Linked DNA regions of Pan troglodytes: region 2 is linked to region 1. A link is a contact called in public HiChIP or PLAC-seq data. All regions are on one chromosome and are shown on one strand. The core of a region is the stretch at or near the end of the contact, and the rest is flanking DNA. Distances in the headings are between cores, read along the strand shown. Region 1 holds the start of CYB561 (cytochrome b561). Region 2 holds the start of TACO1 (translational activator of cytochrome c oxidase I).

Evidence for each region. HiChIP or PLAC-seq counts read pairs in DNA pulled down with a chosen protein or histone mark.
Region 2: a contact with region 1 is called in an H3K4me3 HiChIP or PLAC-seq map of stem cell-derived excitatory neurons, with 8 times the contacts expected there. The contact joins the promoter of TACO1 here to the promoter of CYB561 in region 1. A contact is called at or near these places in 3 of 7 Hi-C or Micro-C datasets (induced pluripotent stem cells and stem cell-derived neural progenitor cells) and 1 of 1 datasets of contacts at active chromatin or transcription factors (stem cell-derived excitatory neurons).

Annotation. Positions count from the first base shown.
Region 1 is chr19:76,578,409-76,581,693 of NHGRI_mPanTro3-v2.0_pri, reverse strand. It overlaps CYB561 (cytochrome b561), which reads left to right and starts at 1,543. Exons shown (of 6, transcript XM_016932718.4): 1 at 1,543-2,285.
Region 2 is chr19:76,730,368-76,733,652 of NHGRI_mPanTro3-v2.0_pri, reverse strand. It overlaps TACO1 (translational activator of cytochrome c oxidase I), which reads right to left and starts at 1,755. Exons shown (of 5, transcript XM_001146595.6): 1 at 1,234-1,755. The coding sequence starts at 1,513.

The DNA.
Region 1 (3,285 bases), core at 294-2,793:
AGCTTCAGCAGCAGGAACAGGGTTGCAAGGTAGTTAGTCTGGGTGTCTGTCGTCCTGGGTTGGGACATCTGGGAGCTGGGGCAAGGCCTCTGGGCCCTAGTGCCAGAGAGCAGTTTGGTGGCATTGCCTGTTCTTTAAAATGGGTTAGGTGTAGCCATGAGCCCCCCCCATGCAGCGGGTGTGCAGGCCTCTCCCTCAGTCAGAACACCCTCACCCACCCCTCCCCACCTGAAGCAGGCCCTTGAGAACACTGCTGGCAGGGAGGCGGCTGCTCTTCCTCCTAAGGGAAAAGCCTGCAGCCCCGTGCTGCTGGGCCGTGGGGTGAGGGGGAAGCCAAAGGGCCCCTATCACCCCTCAGCAGGAGTCTCTCCTGGCTTTGGAAGGGGCTGAAGGCCCGGGGCTCTCACGAGGGAACTCAGCCCTGCTCAGCCGGTCAGGACTCCTCCTCCACGTCTAAATCCACAGACCAAACAAAGGACATGGCTCAGTTCCACCTTCAATCCACAGGGATTCTGCCTGTTAGCACGCTAAGGAAACTGTTTCTTACTTTAAATTATCCATTAATTTCCTCCAACTGAAAGATACTCTAAAAATTTTCTGTTGTTAGAGGGTTTAAGCTTGGTCCCTCTTAGGGGGTGGGCCCTGCTGTGTCGGCCCGTTGTGTCTGCTCGTGGAAGGTGTGCCATGTGCCACCGTGTGCCATGTGCAGCTGACACGCCTGTGCGTCTCGCCTGGCGCTGGAGACTGCTCTCTGTGTACTAAGCGAGTACTGGATCCCCAGGGCCTATCTTGCCCACTGCCTGTGGGAAGCCCACAGTCTACACAAAGCGCATTCAAGTAAGCAGGTCTCCCTGCCCCCCGGCCTCCCAGAACTTCGGTGCCTGGAGGGCAGGTGGGGGAGGGCGTTCCTGAATGGAGGCCGGTTTCCCTCTGCGGGGAGGAAACCCCATTTCCCTCCTACCCCTAGGCGCTTGCTACATCTGGCCCGGCATCAGACAGGAAAGAACCCTTTCTTCCCAGCTTGTAGGAAGTCTGAGCTGGGCCCCTTATCTACCCACAGCACTTCCTGGACCGGGGCCCTGGACCGGGCTCCGAAGGGGCTGGCACCCGGTCTTGGTCTTGGCCTCGGCGCCCTCCTTTCTCTGCGCTTTGGGCAGGGGAAGCTGCGGACGGCAAGGTCTCGGCTTTCGTGACAGCCTGGTGGAACCGGTGTTCCCCGAAGGCTACTCTGCGGGGGCGGGGGCTAGTCCGGGCCTTCCCGGCAGTATCGTCTCCCCCGTGGGGGCTGGGGAGGTGCCCCCAGGGCTCCCGGAGCGGCGGCGTGGCCAAGGCCCGAACCGGGTCTGACATCTAGTGGCCTCTTGGGCCCGGGCGGGGCGAGGGCGGGGCAGGGAAGAAGGTGGAGGGCAGAATGGGAGGCGTGGAGCGAGAAAATCAGGAAGCGCGGGACCAAGCCGGGGAAGGGCGGCGGGTCTCGCCCCTGGCACCCGCTCTCCTCGGGGCCCGTCCCGTCCCCCAGGCCTGGACGACCCCAGGTCCTTCCGTGCGCAGTCGGGGCTCGCACCGGCGAATCCCGCGGCCCTCGAGGCAGGCCCGGGGGAGCTCCCGGCCCTCCACCCCCGCAGGCCGCAGACCCCACGCACCCCCGATCATGGGGGCCCCGGAGAGAGGTCGCGAGGCCGGGCTCACGGTGGCCGCGGTTCGCCCACGTGCGGGCCCGGAGCTGGCAGGGCCCGGTCCCGAGCGTGGCCGCAACCGCGGGGACCTGGCACGTGCGGGGCAGCCCCGGGGGCCGCGTGCGCCACTTCCGGTCTCGGAGACACCGCCCAGCCCGCCGCCCGGTTGCCATGGCGACGCTGTCGCGCCACGGCCCGCAGAACCGGCCGAGCGACCCGGGCGCGGCGCGGGGAGGCTGGCGGGACGCTCGGGTAGGCAAGGTAGGAGGCCGGGCTGGGGGTGGGAGCGGAGCGCGCAGGGGTGCGGGGCGGGGGCGGCCCAGGTGAGCCCTGACTGCGCAGGGAGGGACAGCGCGGGGCTCCCGAGTAGCAGCCGGCCTCGCACTTGCCCCCTGCGGCCGCGCACCGGACTGCGGCGCAGACCCGCACCCTGGGCCCGAGGGCTGCAGGGCTCGCCCGCCCTCTCGGAGCCGCAGCCTCTCCCGGTCCAGGCGGCCCGTGCCCTGGCCTGCCCGGGTGCCGGGTCTCTGCTGAAGTTAGAACCGAGACCCCCGCTTGCTGGTGACCCCGAGTTTGGATCTTTGCTCCTGCGCCGCGTTCTAGAGCAAGGTAGGGTGCAAATGGACCAACCAGCCTTTGCCACGGCTGCCCTCTTGAAATCTGAAACCGGAGCCACCGCCTCTTGCCCCGAGCAGGGCCCGGGCTGCAACTTGGAGCCGCAGGTCCCCGCCTGTGTCTCCCGACGCCCCCAGCTTCTGAGCGCGAGGGTGGGAGTTTCCCGAGTGGGAAAGCCCCACGGCTTCAGTGGCCTCGGTGGCCCTGTGGTGGGTCAGGCCGGTGCCAACTGCGCTGAGGGCGGAGCTGCCGCCACCTTGACACCTGGGAGATGGCAGGGCCACCCTCCCTCCCTCCCTCCCTGCCCTGTCCTCGACTGTATCACGGAGCGAGGATCATCCGTGTGGATCTGGGGTCCCCTTCCCAGACTTCTCCTTTCTGGTCGTCCTCCTCTCATTCATTCCACCTTGGCAGCCTTTGTGGATTTTCTGACTCCGTAAATGAAGTTACATCTAGGGCGCCTAGATTCTGCCCCTTTGTTTTAATAGCTAATGGAAAAAAAAAAACAAAAAACAAACAAAAAAAAAAGCTTTGCCACCTCCTCTAGGTGCCTGGATTTCTCCCGGTGAAATTTGATGGAGGCAGGAAAATACGAGGCGGCGGCAGCCCCACCTCCTTGCATGAGGAGCCTCCTAGAGCTGGAGGTGGAACCACCCTGCTTGTCCCACTCCTTTTCTTTCTTGCTTTATTGCTTTCTTGCTTTCCTTGCTTTCCTTCCTTCTTTTTTTTTGAGATGGAGTCTTGCTCTGTTGCCAGGAGGCTGGAGTGCAGAGGGCAATATCAGCTCACTGCAACCGCCATCTTCCGGGTTCAAGCGATTCTCCTGTTCCAGCCTCCCTAGTAGCTGGGATTACAGGTGTGCGCCACAACACTCAGCTAATTTTTGCATTTTTAGGAGAGACGGGGTTTCACCATGTTGGCCAGGCTGGTCTCGAACTCCTAACCTCAAGTGATCTGCCTGCCTTGGCATCCCAAAGTGCTAGGATTACAGACG
Region 2 (3,285 bases), core at 506-3,005, 150 kb before region 1:
GGAGGTGGAGGTTGCAATGGGCCAAGATCACGCCACTGCACTCTACCCTGGGTGACAGAGTGAGACTCTGTCTCAAAATAAATAAACAAATAAATAAATAAATGTTGCTTGAACTTAATATCAAGAATTTTGAAGAAAAGGAAGCAAACAAATACCAGGCATGAGCTGAGGGGGTAAATTAACATTAACTGAATGCCTATGATGTGCCATAAACCATAAACTACCTCAAGGTGGGTATTATCCTTGTTTCAGGGAAACTCAAGCTACTTGTTCAAGGTTAGTCAGTGACAGAAACCAGTCTTCCTGACTCCAAAGTCCACAGTTTCTCTCTCTCTTTTTTTTTTTTTTGAGATGGAGTCTTGCTCTGTCACCCAGGCTGGATGGAGTACAGTAGAGCAATCTCGCTTACTGCAGCCTCCAACTCCTGGGTTCAAGCAATTCTCCTGCTTCAGCCTCCCGAGTAGCCAGCATTACAGGCGTGCACCACCATGCCTGGCTAATGTTTTTTTTTTTTTTATGCTATTTTTAGTAGACACAGGGTTTCCCCATGTTGGCCAGGCTAGTCCTTAACTCCTGACCTCAAGTGATCTGCCCGCCTCTGGCCTGGGATTACAGGCTGAGCCACTGCGCCCAGTCCAAAGTCCATGCTTTCTACAGGACTTTTCCTTTGCTCCTACAGATGTCTGGCCCTAAACAGAAAAAAAGCCTTTTCAGTGTGGCGACCTAAGGGAGAAAAGACATGGCTGCAAATCTACCTTCCAAGGAAATGTGTCTTGGGGAAACATTAATGAAGCAAACTAAGGCCTAAGCACTTAAGTAACAGCTTTACTCAGTGCCCCTGCCACAACCAATAAGGTACTTGAGGCGACTTCAGAGGGGTTGATTTGTCTCTTCAGGAGAGACACACATCTGCCCTGACTCTTAGGGCTTGTTGCTATTAAGTACCCAGCTAGACTAGGATGAAGTCACTTCTACCTTACCGGCTTATCTTCTTAAGAGCAGCTCCCTCTCTGACAAACTGGCCAGATGCTCAGCGTCTGGAAAGGTGAGTGAGAACCTTCAACGTAGGGTAGGTGTTTTGAGGATTTATGAGGTGGGCAATGGTGGGTACTGGGGAAGGAAAACAAAGTGAAGGGCCGGAGATCTAGGTGGGCCCAACTCCGAGAGGCAAGCGAGGCTGCGGGCACTGAGAGGGCAGCGGCAGCCAGTGCTGGGTGACCGTCAGGGTCTCACCTTTCACTGCCAGGCGGATGTTCAAACAGAGTTTGGAGAAGATGCGACTCCTTTCGACGTCCTTCGGACCCTTGATGTGCCTGACTTTGGACCACTTGTTGTGCCCGGCGGGGACAGCCGCGGTGAAGTGCAGCGTCCTGCCCGGAGCGGCACCACAGCCCCGGGGCTCGGGGTGGGAGGGCCGGGGGTCGCGCGGAGGAGCCGCCCTGACCCCGGGGCCTCGTGCCAGCAAGCATAGGGCAGCGGCCCTGCTTAGGCTGGCAGCAGCCCAAGCCGCCATCGGTCCCGACCTGGGGTTCAAGCTGCTAGCAGCAGCGGCCAACGCCGGCGCGTCTCTTCCACTGCCGGAACAAGCAGTTCCGGACCCCGCGGCCGCCTATGCCGGTCACCTGAGACCCAAAGGCTTGGGCCCGCCCGGGGCGGCTCAACAGCTAATGACCCTACACCGTCCCCTCGGCACCCGGGACTGGGGGCCCTTGATGGCGTAGCACACTTCCTTTACCGGGTTCGCTCCAAAAACACGTCCCCACTGCCCGCAAAGTCCGTTCCGTGGCTGCACGGTACTCGCTCCTCTCTTGCCCTTGAGCAGATCTAGTTAGTGCTCAAGCCCTCCCGGTTGCCTAGAGAGTGCCGGACTTTGTTTCTCATAATGTTCTAGTGGAGACACATCTGAGTTACGAAACTGACTTTGCTTCCAAATTGCTGCCTAAATCTGAGCAAGTCCAGAATGATATTTTGTTGTTGCCTCATTGTACTGGGAAAGAAACTGCTGCCAGAGAAGTGAATTGCCCAAATGTTTAATCTCTCTGAACGTCTTCCCTATTTATAAATAAGGATCTAATATTTGCTTTATCAACATAGGAAAGTTGGAAACACAAAATGAGCCCTTAGAGCTTTAAAGTAATAAAGTTTTACGTAAATAGCCACAGTGCACTTAAGCCCCTAGATGCAAGAGATGGTTTGGGACAGACTCAGATGAGTCACAGGCCTTTGGGAGAGGGAGAATGATCAGACAAGCCCTTTGGAGCTAAACTCCCCTCTTCATTTTCTCTCTGCTGTCTCGAAAGAGAAAACCGAATCCGTTAGAAGATGGAGAGAAACAAAGCAGCAGCTGCTGAAAAGCTTTGTAGTGACTCCCATGCTGGTGAGATTAAGTCCAAAGGGCATGACATATCAGGTAGAGAAGCAGGACAGCCGGGCGCGGTGGCTCACGCCTGTAATCCCAGCACTTTGGGAGGGTGAGGCAGACGGATCGCTAGGTCAGGAGTTCGAGACCAGCCTGGTCAACATGGTGAAACCCCGTCTCTACTAAAAATACAAAAATTAGCCAGGTGCGGTGGGTGCCCATAGCCCTTCATACATGCTTGCACCTTAGCACTTACCTTTTAAAAAAATATCAAAATGTTTATATCTGTTTCTACCGTAATACTAAATTCTCTGAGAGTAGGACTGTACTTCCTATGCCCAACACAGTTCTCATTTTTAAAAAAATTAACAGCTTTGACATATTTCACAGATCACACAGATCACCAATTCAAAGTGTACAATGTGTTATAGAATATTCAGAGCTGTGCACAATTGATTTTACATTTTCATCATCCCCAAAAGAAGTCCTGTACCCATTAACAATCATTCCCTATTTCCCCCCAATTCCCGCAGCCCTAGGCAATCACCAATTTACTTCTGTCTCTGTGGGTTTGCCTCTTCTGGACATTTAATATGAATGGGCCCAAACGCTATGTGGCCTTTGGTAACTGGCTTCTTTCACTTAGCATGATGTTTTCAGGATTCTTGCATGTTGTAGCATGTATCAGTATTTCATTTCTATTGCCAAATAATATTCCATTGTATGAATATACCAAGTTTTATTTATCCATTCATCAGGCAATGGACATGTGGTTGTTTCCACCTTCTATGGTGAATAATGAGGCTGTGAACATTCATGTACACATTGCTGTGTGGACGTATGTTTTCACTTCTTTTAGTTATATACCTAGGAGTGGAATTGCTGGGTCATATCATAACTATGTTTAACCTTTTGTGGGATTGCCA